Regions from separate parts of the Rattus norvegicus genome. Here region 2 is linked to region 1. A link is a contact called in public Hi-C data. All regions are on one chromosome and are shown on one strand. The core of a region is the stretch at or near the end of the contact, and the rest is flanking DNA. Distances in the headings are between cores, read along the strand shown. Region 1 overlaps LOC108352581 (a long non-coding RNA gene). Region 2 has its middle 39 kb from the start of Ahctf1.

Evidence for each region. A called contact is a pair of places that touch in the nucleus more often than the background predicts.
Region 2: a Hi-C map of Schwann cells shows a contact between it and region 1, with 5 times the contacts expected there. The contact joins two enhancer-like sites. A contact is called at or near these places in 3 of 12 Hi-C or Micro-C datasets (Schwann cells, kidney and liver).

Annotation. Positions count from the first base shown.
Region 1 is chr13:93,918,161-93,925,006 of GRCr8, forward strand. All of the region lies in intron 1 of LOC108352581 (a long non-coding RNA gene), which reads right to left. Among named protein-coding and RNA genes, the nearest start is that of Sccpdh, 11 kb to the right of the region's middle. Within about 2 kb of position 4,136, at least 19 of the 93 cell types and tissues checked have an H3K27ac peak or open chromatin away from gene starts, as enhancers often do. A contact at or near this core is called in Schwann cells and liver, where this site is marked.
Region 2 is chr13:94,103,807-94,110,652 of GRCr8, forward strand. No RefSeq gene overlaps it. Among named protein-coding and RNA genes, the nearest start is that of Ahctf1, 39 kb to the left of the region's middle. Within about 2 kb of position 3,990, at least 28 of the 93 cell types and tissues checked have an H3K27ac peak or open chromatin away from gene starts, as enhancers often do. A contact at or near this core is called in Schwann cells and liver, where this site is marked.

The sequences.
Region 1 (6,846 bases), core at 2,886-5,385:
GCCCCTCTCACCACACAGCCCTGCCCTCCTCATATCTCCCTCCTGGCAAAGAGTCTACCTTGAACCACTGAGAACCCATCTCCTTCATGTAAGGGATGGGATCAGCTCAGGACCCTCAAGACCAGGTTCTTAACATAAAGGGGATTTGCTCCAGAGTGACAAAGGGCAGGAAATAGACAAAGACAGGAGATAGAGGGAGAGGAGGAGGAGCAAGGCAGAGGGGACTGGGATGTTTGTCCTGGAGACAAAGCACTGACCTGAATAGAGAGGAGACAGACTCATAGGCAAGTGGCGGTTTATAAAGGCAAAGGAGGCTTTGAATAGCTAGACTTCAGTACATTGATAGCTGGCCCTTGGTAGTCAGCCTCAGGAGGAGGAGAGACAAATAAGGAAATAGACTTTGGTGGCTGGCTTTAGGAATGGAATCTAATAGTTTTCAGTGAGGCAGAGGGAATCTGGGAGAAGGGCAAGGCCAGTCAGACCCACGTTTGCCATAGTCAAGCTGGCCAGAGTCCCTTCAACTTCCACCTATAATTAAAGCTGGATGTGAGATTTGAAAACGAGCCAGGGTGGCACCTCATGCCAAGGGGTCCTCGATGTGATAAGGGCCAAAATGATACTGCACTTCAGGGAGACTACCAGTGCCATTGAGTCTGTCAGTCAGTTATCCAGTGTGAACACATCCTGAGACAAATCATCTTGGAAAGGAGGTTTATTTGGTTCATGATTTTGAGGCTTCGGTTCATGATCAGTTTGCCTGTGCTTTAGACATGGGATGGCACCGTAGATCATGGCGAGAGCACTCTGCAGCAGAGGCCCATTTACCTCGTGGTCAGGTAAAGAGGTTACCTCACGAAGAGAAAGCAAAGAGGAAGGGGTGGGGTCCCATTCTCCATCCTTTCCTTCCTGACTGCCTTTCCTTTCTAACTTATTTCTGTGTCTGTGTGAGTGTGGTGCACCCTCAGAAGCCAATGAAGCCAATCTTCAGAAGTCTGTTCTTTCCTTCCACCTGGGTCCAGGGGTTAAACACTGGTCACTGGGTTTTTGTGGCAAGTACTTCTACCTGCTGACCCCACTCCTCACCAGCCTTCCCACAATCCCTTCCCAATGCAGACCTCTCACTCGGCCCCACCTCTGACAGGTTCCATCCTTACCTTAACGCTGGGGACCACAATTTTAACACATAGGCCTCTGGGAAGATCTGAACTATAGCAAAGCCTCAAAGAATTTCAGGTCATTTTAAGTCCTTTTTCCCTAGAGAAGCCAGTAAGTACATCTCTAACGCAGGCTGATTTAGGCTTCTGCCTCTAGCGACTGAAGAGACCTAATGTGCCATTTAATGGGTGTCACTAGAGCCATTTTTTTAAAATTTTAGATGAGGTGAAAGTAACTCAGGCTAGTCTCAAACTCCCTGTGTAGCCAAAGTAGGCCTTGAACTTCTTATCCTTCTGATTCTGTCTCTCCTGTACTGCAATTATGAGCATGTACTACCATACCCTGCTTAAACCATCTTCTGGTGAATGATTGTATTTTGTGTAACTGAAGAACTTTCTTCTTTTTATATTTTCCTGTACATGTGTGCATATGAGGTAAGTGTGTATGTGTGTGTGTCTGTGTGTGTGTCTGTGTGTGTCAGTGTGTGTGTGTGTCAGTGTGTGTGTGTGTCAGTGTGTGTGTGTGTCTGTGTGTGTGTGTGTCAGTGTGTGTGTGTGTCAGTGTGTGTGTGTCAGTGTGTGTGTCAGTGTGTGTGTCAGTGTGTGTGTGTCAGTGTGTGTGTGTCTGTGTGTGTGTGTCTGTGTATGTGTGTCTGTGTGTGTGTGTCTGTGTGTGTGTGTCTGTGTATGTGTGTGTGTCTGTCTGTGTGTGTGTCTGTGTGTGTGTGTCTGTGTGTGTGTGTCTGTGTGTGTGTGTCTGTGTGTGTGTCTGTGTGTGTGTGTCTGTGTGTGTGTCTGTGTGTGTGTGTGTGTCTGTCTGTGTGTGTGTCTGTCTGTGTGTGTGTCTGTCTGTGTGTGTGTCTGTGTGTGTGTATGTAAGCCAGAAAGAAAACAACCTCAGTCATTACTCAGGAGCAGTCCACTTATTTTTTGGCCTAAGACCCACTGGGCTAGCTAGGCCCGCCAGTGAGCACTGTGGATCTATCACCCGGCTCTGCCTCCCCAGGGCTGTGATTACAAAAGCATGCCACAATGTAGCCTTTTAAACATTGGTCCTTGGTATGGAATTCAGTTCCTTGTGTTTACAAGGCAAGGACTACACTGGCTGAGCCATTTCCCTGCCCCCCCCCCCGAACATTTTGTCTTTCCATTTTTAATTAAGATTTCTTTTTTCTTCTTCTTTTCTTTTTTTTCTTTTTAATTAAGATTTCTTTTTTCTTCTTCTTTACTTTTTTTCGGAGCTGGGGACCTAACCCAGGGCCTTGTGCTTGCTAGGCAAGCACTCTACCACTGAGCTAAATTCCCAACCCTTAAGATTTCAATACAAGCAAATTGCAAATAAAAAATATCACCTGGCAAAAACATTTTCGAAACAGACAGAACTTTGAGGGAGAACTCTGAGGCTGTTTATCTAGGTTCAAGGCAGTTTCTATTTTTAAAAGGCCCCGATCAGAATAACTTCAGGTCTTCCTCTGGTTGGGAAAGAGAAGACTTGACACCTCTGCTGGTTTCTATGACAACCATCAACAGCTAAGATAATGCCAATAAAAGAACTAGGGGACTTGGTAATTTTGCCACTTTGTGTGTTATGTGCAGCCAGATCATAGTTAATTTATTCTGAAGGCAAATGCATAATCCATGAGCCAACCTCTGTCGTGTCTCCAGTGTTGAGGGGAGTGTGGGTGGGGTAGCAAGAGAGGTCAAGCTGGGGGGCTCCCTCTCCATGGGATCTGCAGATGTGTTTCTTGCCACTTTGGAAGAGATTAGTTGGTGACCTACTTCCTGTTACACAAGTTATGCTGTCATTCCAGAGGGTGGTGCTCAAAATAGCCCTGAGCATTTGTGTTCCATGAAAGCTCAGGGGCAGGCACAAGTACTTCCCCACAAAGAAGTGGATTCCACAGCCCAGGCATATTTTGAGGGCTCCATCTCAAGCATTCGTGGCACAGGCTGCAGGCTCCAGGTTTGAGACAGGGACACTGAAGTGTCTGTCTGCCCCCTGCCTTCTCATGTCATCCCCTAAGAAACAGATCTCTCAGAAACACCTGGCCTTATGACGATTCTTTGCACAAGGTACAGGGCCCTTTGATAAGGAACCACAGGCCACCTTCTGCCTTTGTCTGAAACAATGTTCTCCGGATGTTCTGCTGAGGCTTTTCTACAGCACATTAAGAAATCAGAACTGACCGGGCAGTGGTGGCACACACCTTTAATCCCCGCACTCAGGAGGCTAAGGGAGAAGCATCCATGTGAGTTCAAGGCCAGCCTGGTCTACAGAGTGAGCTCTAGGACAGCCAGGGCTATGCAGAGAAACCTGTCTAGAAAGAAAAAAAATGAAACAAAATGAAAAGCAACAACAAGAAGGGGATTCAGACCTAGAGGGATGTCGCTCAGGTTCACAGACAGAACTTGCCTAGCATTGGGAAGCCCTGGGTTTGATCGCTGGGCATGGAGACACACAGCTACCCCAGCAGCTGAGGGAAGGGAAGGAGGATCAGATATCGAAGTCATTCTTGGCAAGTTCAAAGCCAACCCTATCTCAGAAAACAAACAACAGCTTTCATCCTAAAGGCCGCACTGGCGCACTACATAAGAGTCCGTAGCCTCACCCCACTTCCAGTCCTCTGTCTGTCTCTACTCCCCTCAGCTTCCTGTTCCTGCTACCACAATTGACAGCTAACCCTCTGGAGCCATCGGCCCCAAGGAAAGCGACAACGAAACCCCTCTTTCTTCTATAACTGGCTCTCAGTTGCGGCATTTTATTGCAGCCACAGAAAAGTAACTACCATAGGCAGGAGACAGGTTTTCTACTCGCTCCGTCCGTTGTGTAGGTGAGAACGGGAGTCCATCTACATTTGCTTCTCTGCATGTCCCTTCACCGTGATTAGCGGCCACGGGGCCACTGTTCCCAGGAGCGCCTCAGGAAGAACAGGCTGACATTCTCCAACATCAGTCTGATGGATGGATGTGTCGAGGCCTGTGTTTTTCTGTCCCTGTGTCTGGCACAGAGATGTGTTTGTTCAGGGCTGACGGTGTGCTGGGCTCAGTGCTAGGCAACATGACTCTCGGCCTCCTGAAATTTAACGTTTTGGGGTAACAAGGTCACCAAGTGTCCTTCCTAAAGAATAGGAGCAGGCTACATGTTTAGGCTGTGTCTCTTGGTAGCAAGCATTGCATGAGTTAAGCAGGGGAAACCAACCTTAGTTGAGGCCCACTGTGTTCCAGGACCTGGTGAAAACTGTTACCCACTTTAAAGTCACATCAGATCTATGAGGTCGTTCATTCTTTTATAAGAACTGAAGTAACTCAGTGAAATTCAGAGACACCCACCAGCACAAGCTTAGAAAATGGCTGAGTTAGAACATGAACTCAGACTTTCCCCAGCCCTAATTCCTGCAAAATACATCCTCCCAAACAGAACAATAATTAACTCGGCCTTCTGGAAAAAGCAGGAGGTCAGAGTCTGTGAGTGCCATGTCCAAGGTCGCTGGCATAGCCAGTTGAGCTGGTACCAACCAGAAGCCTGCGCTCTCTGGCTCTCTGGCATTTCCTTAGCTCAGCTGCAGCCTGTTCCCCACACTTTTCTTTTCTTTTCTTTTTCCCCCCGGAGCTGGGGACCGAACCCAGGGCCTTGTGCTTGCTAGGCAAGCGCTCTACCACTGAGCTAAATCCCCAGCCCCTCCCCACACTTTTCTTTCCTTGTGCCAGATGATGGTTGTCACCAGTTATATCACCCATGAAGTGGCATCGTGACTGTCACTTTCAAAAGAGGGGGCGAAGTAGGTGGGCGCGGCTGCTTCTTGTCTCTGAGGCCCTCACAGATCTGTACTCCTGGTACAGGCTCAGGAGTGAGGCCACCATTTTGCCTCACTTTGGCTATTCCTGACCTATGAGCCACACCAGGTTCCATCTCACTCTACAACTGACACTTCCTCAGGCCCCGAGCCTTCTGCTTCAGCTCCATCCAGACTGGTGGCTCCAAGCAGGCAGTCAGGAAACCAGAGTTCGCTATTTTACCAGTTTTAGTTTCTCGGCTTGGTAGCACCAGTGTGTGTAGAACACAGAAAGAATTGTATAGACAAACAGCATTAATGACTAGCAGGGGTGGTGGTGGCAGGGGCATGTGCTTCTTGCCCAGTTCTGGAAGGAACCAGGAGCATCTGCATTGGCCTTGGACCCCTGTGGCACCTCCTTCTGTTAGCTCAGCTCCTCTGGAGAACCCTGACTGTTACAAATGGTCGGTGCCTCCAGGACGAGCACAAGTAGATAAAACATTCCCATATTAATATTGATTGCTAGGTATTCGTGAGCACGTTGCAATGTCTACTGTGGGTGCTTGCACACCTCCTGTGACAGACATACACAATTCCGTGGCTAAGCAGGAAGAGGAACGGAATCTGCTGCTGCTGGTGCTTACATTGTGTCCCTAATGTCCCTCATACAGTAACACAAAAATAGGGGAAACAGCAAAAAGGCAAGACTGGCCTTTTGTGTTTGGCTAATGCTTCAGTTGCTCTAAAAAATGCTTAGGTAGAAGCTTAGGTAGAGTGTGTACATCTGTGATCCCAGCATCCAGTAGTCAGAGACGGAGGATAGGAAGAAAATTTGAGGCCAGGCTGGACTGCATGTGAGAATCCATGCTGTAAAGGGGTAATGGGAAAAAGATAAGGGAGAGGAAGAGGAGGAGGAAGAGGAGGAAGAAGAGGAAGAGGAAGAAGAGGAGGGGAGGAAGAAGAGGAGGGAGAGGAGGAGGAGGAGGACAGGAGGAGGAAGAAAAGAAAGCTTAGTTTATGGCCGTGATCTCTCCAAGAGAGTGAACCAGGTATCACCTGTGTCTTGAAACAGAAGGGCCTCTAAGATGCCTAAGGGCACAGAGTCAAAGTCTAGTCAAAACCGTGGGAAGAGTGATCAGAGTGCCTGGGGCCTTTGTATTTGGGAAATGTTTGTGCCAAGGAAAGCACACAGCCTATGAGCAAGAACCAGAGAGCTCCATCTAGTGATTCCAGTGAGTTCTTCCCTGATAAAATTAGTATAAGAAAGCAAGACTCTCCTTCCCAGGCAAATAAAACAGAGCACCAAACCATTCCACACCCCCAACACACGTAAGCCACATTTTTATATATTTATAGTTTATATATGTAATATATATTTATTTATAAATATATAAATCAAAATACTTTATGTGGAAAATTTTCTGCTTATAAAACTATATACTGGCAAGCAAATAATTTCATTAATTTAGGAGCACCAGCTCTTACCACGTGGACACCTTCTGTATTGATGTCATCACTTTTTGTAGGCTGTATCATTGTTTTAGGGTTTCTACTGTTACAACAAAATACCGTGACTGAAAAACAAGTTCGGGAGGAAAGGGTTCAGTTTACATTTCCACATTGTTGTCCATCACGGAAGGAAGCCAGGACAGGAACTCAGACTCCTGGAGGCAGGAGCTGATGCAGAGGCCATGGAGGGGTGCTGCTTACTGGTTTGCTCAGCCTCTTTCTTATAGGACCCAGGAGCACCAGCCCAGGGATGGCACCACCCACAATGGGCTGGACCTTCCCCATGAGTCACTAAGAAAATGTCTTACAACTGGATCCTATGAAGGCATTTTCTCAATTGACAGGCCCTTCTTTCAGATAATTCTGGCTTATCTCATGTTGACACAGACTAGCCAGCACAGCTGACCCCT
Region 2 (6,846 bases), core at 2,740-5,239, 190 kb after region 1:
GCAGGTTGGGAACGGGGGTCAAGCAACAGTGGCCTGTCTCTTTCTTCCTGTTTTTTTTGCCTTCTCCAGGTCCGAAACTTCTGTCTTTCTAGCAATTCTGCATGTTACTCAATGTCTTTCCAGGATAGCCTGGGCCTGGTGCCAGCCATGAAGTTCCTGATCCGGTTACCAGGCTGTGGCTAGAGGGAGGGATCCCTCTTTACAGCAAAACATTGTAGTCTCAGAACATGGGAGATTGAAGAGCAAGCTCTTGCCGGTTAGAGCAGGTTTTCATCCTGACCCAGGGACACCCCGGCGGACACTGACCTGCCAACACATTCCCTTTGATCAAGAGGCCTCTTTTCTCATCTAGTCTCTACCCTGCTGGCCTAACTCTGTCAAACCTCTGCCACTTCAAGACCTCACTGAGACTCCTGCTTCCAACAGTTCTAGGGACCACCACCTCTGCTGTGGTCCCCACTACCGTGACCTTGACTAGTCTGTTGTTGAAAAATACAAGTCATGGTGCTGGAGAGAAGGTTGAGCAGCGAAGGGCACTCCCTGCTCTTGCAGAGGACTGGAGTTCAATTCCCAGCACCCTCACCGGATGGCTCACAGCTACCTTAATCCAGCTTCGTCCTGGCATGTATGAGGTTCTAGGTTTGATCCCCCATACTATAGAATAAAAATGAGGAGGAAGGCTCATCCTCTTGGGACTGGAGAGATGGATCAGTTGGTAAGGTTCTTACCATGACATGCAAGGCATGTGTCCCTGAGTTTGTATCCCCAGCACTCACGTAAAAAGTCCTGAGCCCTGCTGCCTGTCAGCCCAGCAGAGATCAAGTAGAAATGAGGCTCCCTGGAGGTGGCTGACCAGCCCGACCAGCCGAACCACTGATCTCAAGGCTCCGTGAGAGACCCTGTCTCAAAATATCAGGCAAAAGGGTATTGAGGAAGATACCACATGCATCAGCAGATGTGTATATGCAGATACGGACATACATGCACACGTACGAACATGCACACAGCATACACACAACCTCACAGATATTGTGAATATCCCTGCCTAGTTCATCTGCCCACATCTTGGCCTCATCTACTGTCCCGCCAAAGTATAAAGGCAAAGATTAACTCCAAACCCAATCATTAAGATGCTGGTTTTTCAAAGAAGGGGTTTAAAACACAATGGCCACTCTAGGTGCCTGTGGAACCACGTGCCTGGCACCCCACAGACAGAGCACTTCTCCTGAATGAACTGCTGGCCCAGCCTGCTGCACAGTTACAGGGCAGTGACTCAGCTGCCCCATCACACTCAGTGCCCAGGTCCAGGACAAGCCGCCCAAAAGAGGCTCAAGAGCACCCCCTGGAGTCTAAGAGCTGTCACAACTGCTTAGAGAAAACTGAAAAAAAAAATGTTATTAACTGAATGAATCCCATCTGCCTGGGCCTCAGGGTATGAGGCCCAAGTAGCTGTCTGACTCCCTCCCAACTGTATAAACGACATCACCTATTCTGAATCCTGGGAGTACCCGAGGGTGTCGTTAGCTTTAGCTGCCTGGTTGACCTAGTCTAGGGTCACCCGAGGGAGCCTCAGTTGAGGGATTGGCCAGATCAGATTGGCCTCCCACCCATAGTGTGAGGGCCCAGCCCACAGTGGGTGGTACTACCCCTAAGAAATTGCTCCTGGGCTCTACAAGAAACCTAGCTGAGTCAAAGCCAGGGGTTGAGCCGACAAGCAGAGCTTCTCTATGGTCCCTGCCTCAAGTTCCTGCCCTGACTTCCTTTAGTGATGGACCGTGAGCAGGAAGTATAAGTCAAATAAATCCTTTCCTTCTCTAATTTTGGCCAAGCGTTTTATCATAGCAATGAGAATTAAACTAGAACAGGGGGATTCAATATTATCTTTTATTATTTATCTCTGCGGTACTAGGGATTGAACCCAGTGACTCACACATGCTAGAAAGGAACCCTCAAGTCATCAGTCCAGTGGCTTTCTTTCTGCTCTGGCCTCTCCTCACTTCACTCAGTTCTGTTCTGTTTATCCCACACGTCATCCCTGTACCCATCAATGCACTGCAGCCCTGGCTAATAATGACAGTCAACTTGGCAGGATCTAGTGTTTCCTAGGACACCAACCTCTGTACATGCCTGTGAGGTGTTTCTAGAGTGGGACTGTGGTGGGAAGACCAACCCTAGATGAGGGCAGCACCTTCCCATGGACTGGGGTCCTGGACTGAAGAAAGAGAAGAAGCAAGCTGAGACAGCATTCCTCTACCTCTGATTCCTCCACTGAGGTGGGCTACAGGTGTGACTTATCCAGGGAATGATTCCCGGGGCAGAGATCTAGGTCGAGTCAGTGACAGCTGCCTCTCAGACTCCTGTGCTTTCAAGCTGCAAGCCAAAATAAATCCCTTCACTTCCTTCCTTCAGTTGCTTTTGTTAGCACAACGAGAAAAGTTACTTCAGGTGGAAGTTTCTGGTTGTGTCATGTGATGCAGACTTACGTGGCGCAGTGCTGAGGCAAGATCCGTGGGAGGACGCGTGATAGCTAGCTTTGCCATGCTTAGTTGGTCTCAAGTCTTCACTGATCTTCACTTCATTGAGAGAGGGATGCTATCCTGATACTACTGAACCGGACTGTTCATATCATGATGAACGCAGACTGAAATCACTCCAAAGAACTGCTTCTAAGTGGATGTTTCCACTTCCCCTTGCTCTACTCACCATCTTCTCTCCCCTACCTTTGGATGGAGGGCTAGAAGGGGGGTTGAAATATTAAAAGTAGGTTTTGAAAACTCTAAGCCTATTAATGCACTTAGCAAGCCAGACTTCTTCATTCTTCTATTTTGCATATATAAAATCCACACAGCCTGGAGTAGTGGTGATACCTTTAATCCCAGCACTCAGGAGTCAGAGGCAGGTGGATCTCTGTAAGTTTGAGACCAGCCAAGACAGCATAGAGAAACCCTACCTTCAAAAAAAAAAGTCCTCAAGGTGTGTGTGTGTGTGTGTGTGTGTGTGTGTGTGTGTGTGTGTGAGATCATGTTAAACTCCGGTCTTCCAGGTGGCTGGATTTACAGGTATGAGCCACTGTGACTGACTCTCATTCCAAATATTATTCAGAATTTACTACTATGTCAGATTCAATGCCAGATATCAATGATACTGGTTTTGCAGTTTAGGGGAAATGAGATACTAATTAAATGAATATATACAGAAGTCATTAAACTGTGGCACTGGCCTTGAAGGTCAGTGTGAAAAATGCCAGTGTCGATGGCAGAAGGGGCTGATTTTTGCAGGTCAGGGGAGTTTCCCTTAACAGGGACTGATGTCTGCGCTGCTATTTGAAGGGTGAATGGATTGAAATGGAGAGAGAAGGAGGACGGGGAGAAACTCACTCCCTGGATGGAACTGGAAAGAGTGACTTCCTGAAGGTGAGGAGAGTTTGTGGTGTCAGAGACCAGAAAACGCCAGTGTGAGGGAGGCTCTGAGGAGGAGGGTGTCCAGTGGGACCGACCTGGGGTAGTGGTGGGAGCTGAGTCAGCTGCCTAAGGGCATTCATGAACGACTAAACGGTTTTTAAACTGGCTGCCCTGTGCAGGATGGATTGAGGGGAGAAAGTAGCTGTTTAGGAAGGAGGAGGAAGGGAGTTCCCAACAGGCGAGAGAGAAAGAACAAATGGGGAAAGTGTGTTGAACGGCAGGTGTTTTGACTTAGAAATTGACTTGAAAACTACTGGAAACAGAATGTTCATAGACTGCACTTTTCCTTTCTTCCTTTGCATCAAAATGGTCTGTGATTGTCACTTTCCTCCAACAGCAGCCTCACAAAGATGGACCTAACCTCAGGGCAGCTGTCCTGGTGACTTTGCTCCCCCGGAAGGCCTGCAGTTCGCAGCTCTCCCGGGAGGTGGCAGCAAACGGAATCTAGCCGGTCACTTCCCCATCGCCCAGCGTGGCTTCCGGCCGCGAGCCCTGGACTTCTTGGGAAATTTCCCTCCATTCCAATTTCTCTATAAAGGTTTTTCTGAGTAGCCTCGGCCGGCTGAGGGTGTGACTTATCAAGGGAGTGTCGGGACAGAGGCCTCGACTGAGTCAGTGATTTTTTTTTTTGTGGCGGGTCCTCCCTCTTTATTTTGGGCTGCTGCGGCTTTACACAGGCTTCCTGTGGCAGTGCTGTCTTTTCACAGCCAAAGCCGCGGACCGGCAGGGACATTCTTTCTATATTGGCTCAGACCTAGGGTCAAAGAATGAGACAGGCTGAGCCCAGGTGATTCTGGAGGTGGGAGTAGATCTGGGAACCCTGTTAAAACCTGAGTCTGCCCAGAGAGGGAGACAGGCTCCAAAAGGCTGTTGGCAATAGGCTCAAAACTGTGTAAGCAAACGACTGAGATCTCTCAAGTAAAGTTAAGGGTTGAAGAAAGAGTGGGCTAGCTAGTAGGTAAAGGAATACAGCACACATAAAGAGGAAAAACCCGGAGATTAGGTTAGGGGTCATTGCTGAAGGAGCAAACATCAGAATCCAGGGCCTTCCTTAGCTCCAGGGCTGGTTTCTGGAGACTAGTGTGCAGGCCTGAAGCTACTATATGACAGACCCTCCAGGACGTGCCTTTCTTCCCTATCTGACAGGTCTTTTCCTCCACCTCCTGCTTTTTTAAAATCAGATCTCATGTAGCCCAGGCTAACCTCAAACTCACTATAAACGTCTGGTGGTCTCGCCTCTACCTTCTGAGTGCTAGGATTATGGGTGTGCAGACCTTGCCTGGTTCCTTCAGCGCTAGGGATTGAGCCTGAGCAATCGTGTGTGTTCCGTCTGTGCAACTCAGCAAACGTGGGGAGGGGATCTGCAGTGCATAGCTGTGTGTGAGTCAGCTCTACATGGCTGTAACACGGTACCTGACAGACCCATGAGTTACTTTGGCTCATGATTTCAGAGGTTTTCCATGGTTGTCAGCCCTTTGCCCTGAGCCTGTGGTGGCACAGGCCATAATGGTGGTGGCCTGGAGCAGAGGAGATTTATCACCTCACAGCAGCTGGGAAGCAAAGAGAGAAAGGAAGGAGCCATGTGTCAAGAGTGCACCCCCCGGAGAGGAGAGGTAGCTTCCTTCTATGAGGCACCACCTCTTAAAGGTACCACCCCCAGCAACATCACAGACTGGTGACCAAGTTTCTTACACACAGACCTTGGAGGATCATTTGGGACTGGAACTATGGCAATAGCCCACCCATCCCTTAACCCAGATACTCTGCAAGGATATCAGGATTCCTACTCTCAGACACTGCTAATGAACCCTGATGCTCACCGGTCCTCTCTAACAGGCCTGGTAGAATAGTCCCATGTTTTGGTATTCTGGATTTCCTAGTAGGAGGAAATGTGTGTGCTCCAGCCACCTTGAATAAATTTCAATTATCAGCCAGCTATCTATCTATCTATCTATCTATCTATCTATCTATCTATCTATCTATCATCTATCTACCATCTCTGTTGGTCTATCTATCTGTCCATCTGCCTGTCTATCATCTATCTATCTATCAACCTATCATCTATCTATGTATCATATCTATCCATCATCTATCTATCAATCATCTATCTATCTATCATCTATCTACCATCTCTGTTGGTCTATCTGTCTATCTGTCTATATGTCTATCATCTATCTATCTAATCTCCACCCACATATTCACTAATTGCCTCCATTACCTGAGACACTTCCTCTCTGTTACATTAGGCAGGGTTCTCCAGAACAGTAGAATCAGAAGGGTACATGTGTAAATTAGGAGAAATCCCACAGTCTGCTGTCTGCAGGTTAGTGACACAATTCAGTCTGAGTCCAAGGATCTGTCCACGTGCACACACACACACACACACACACGCACTCACACACTCACCTGTTGAAGATTGTCTTGATTGTGTTCACAGAGGTGGGAAGCCCTGCCACTGGGGGAGCCTGAATTGTGGGGCAGGGGTCCTGAATTGTGTAACTAGAGAAAGAAAGCTGAGCTGTCCACAGACTTGCGTTCATCCCACTCTGCTTCCTGTTTGCGGAGGGGATGTGACCAGCTGCTTTGACGTTCCTGCCCCCGGGCACTGCATCTGGAACTGTGAGCTGACAAAAGCCCTTTCTCTCTGGAGTTGATTTTGTCAGGGCGTTTTATCACAGCAGCAAGAAAAGAAATGAGGGGCTGGAGAGATGGCTCAGTGGTTAAGAGCACTGACTTCTCTTCCAGAGGGCGTGAGTTCAATTCCCAGCCACCACACAAAGCGAATCTAAAAAAAAAAAAAAAAAAAAGAAAGAAAAGAAAAGAATGAAGACATCCGTCCTCTGCCTGTTTGCTTTACTCAGAACTTCAAGGGGTTTCCCCAGTCTGAATTCCCAAATAAAGACATCAAAGGGTCACAGCGCCACCCAACATGGCACATTTACATTGTGCACAATTGAAGATGCAGTCTTCCTTCCTGGAAGAGAGGACAGGAGTGATGTTCGCTGTTCTCTGGGTCCTATGATGGGATCTTAATGGTATTTGAAGTCAATTTGATCTTGAGTTATATGACAGGGGCATAGAAGAAGAAAGAAAAAGAAAGATATTTGATAATATAAATGTCCCTAAACACGGGCATACTCATAATAAAAAGTGGGGTGATGTGCATGCGTGTAGGGGTGGGTATCCACGTTTGTGGTCCCAGAATTTAAGAGGTGAGTTAGGAGAGTGGGAATTGATGGCGATTTTCAGCTATGAGTAAGTGTGAGGGCTAGATGAGACCCTATCTCAGAAAACAAATGAGAAAATAAGATAAGCCTAACTTTCTGCTGAGTGTAGCAGTTCATTTCTGTGGTACTAATATCCAGGAACCCGAGGCAGGAGGATT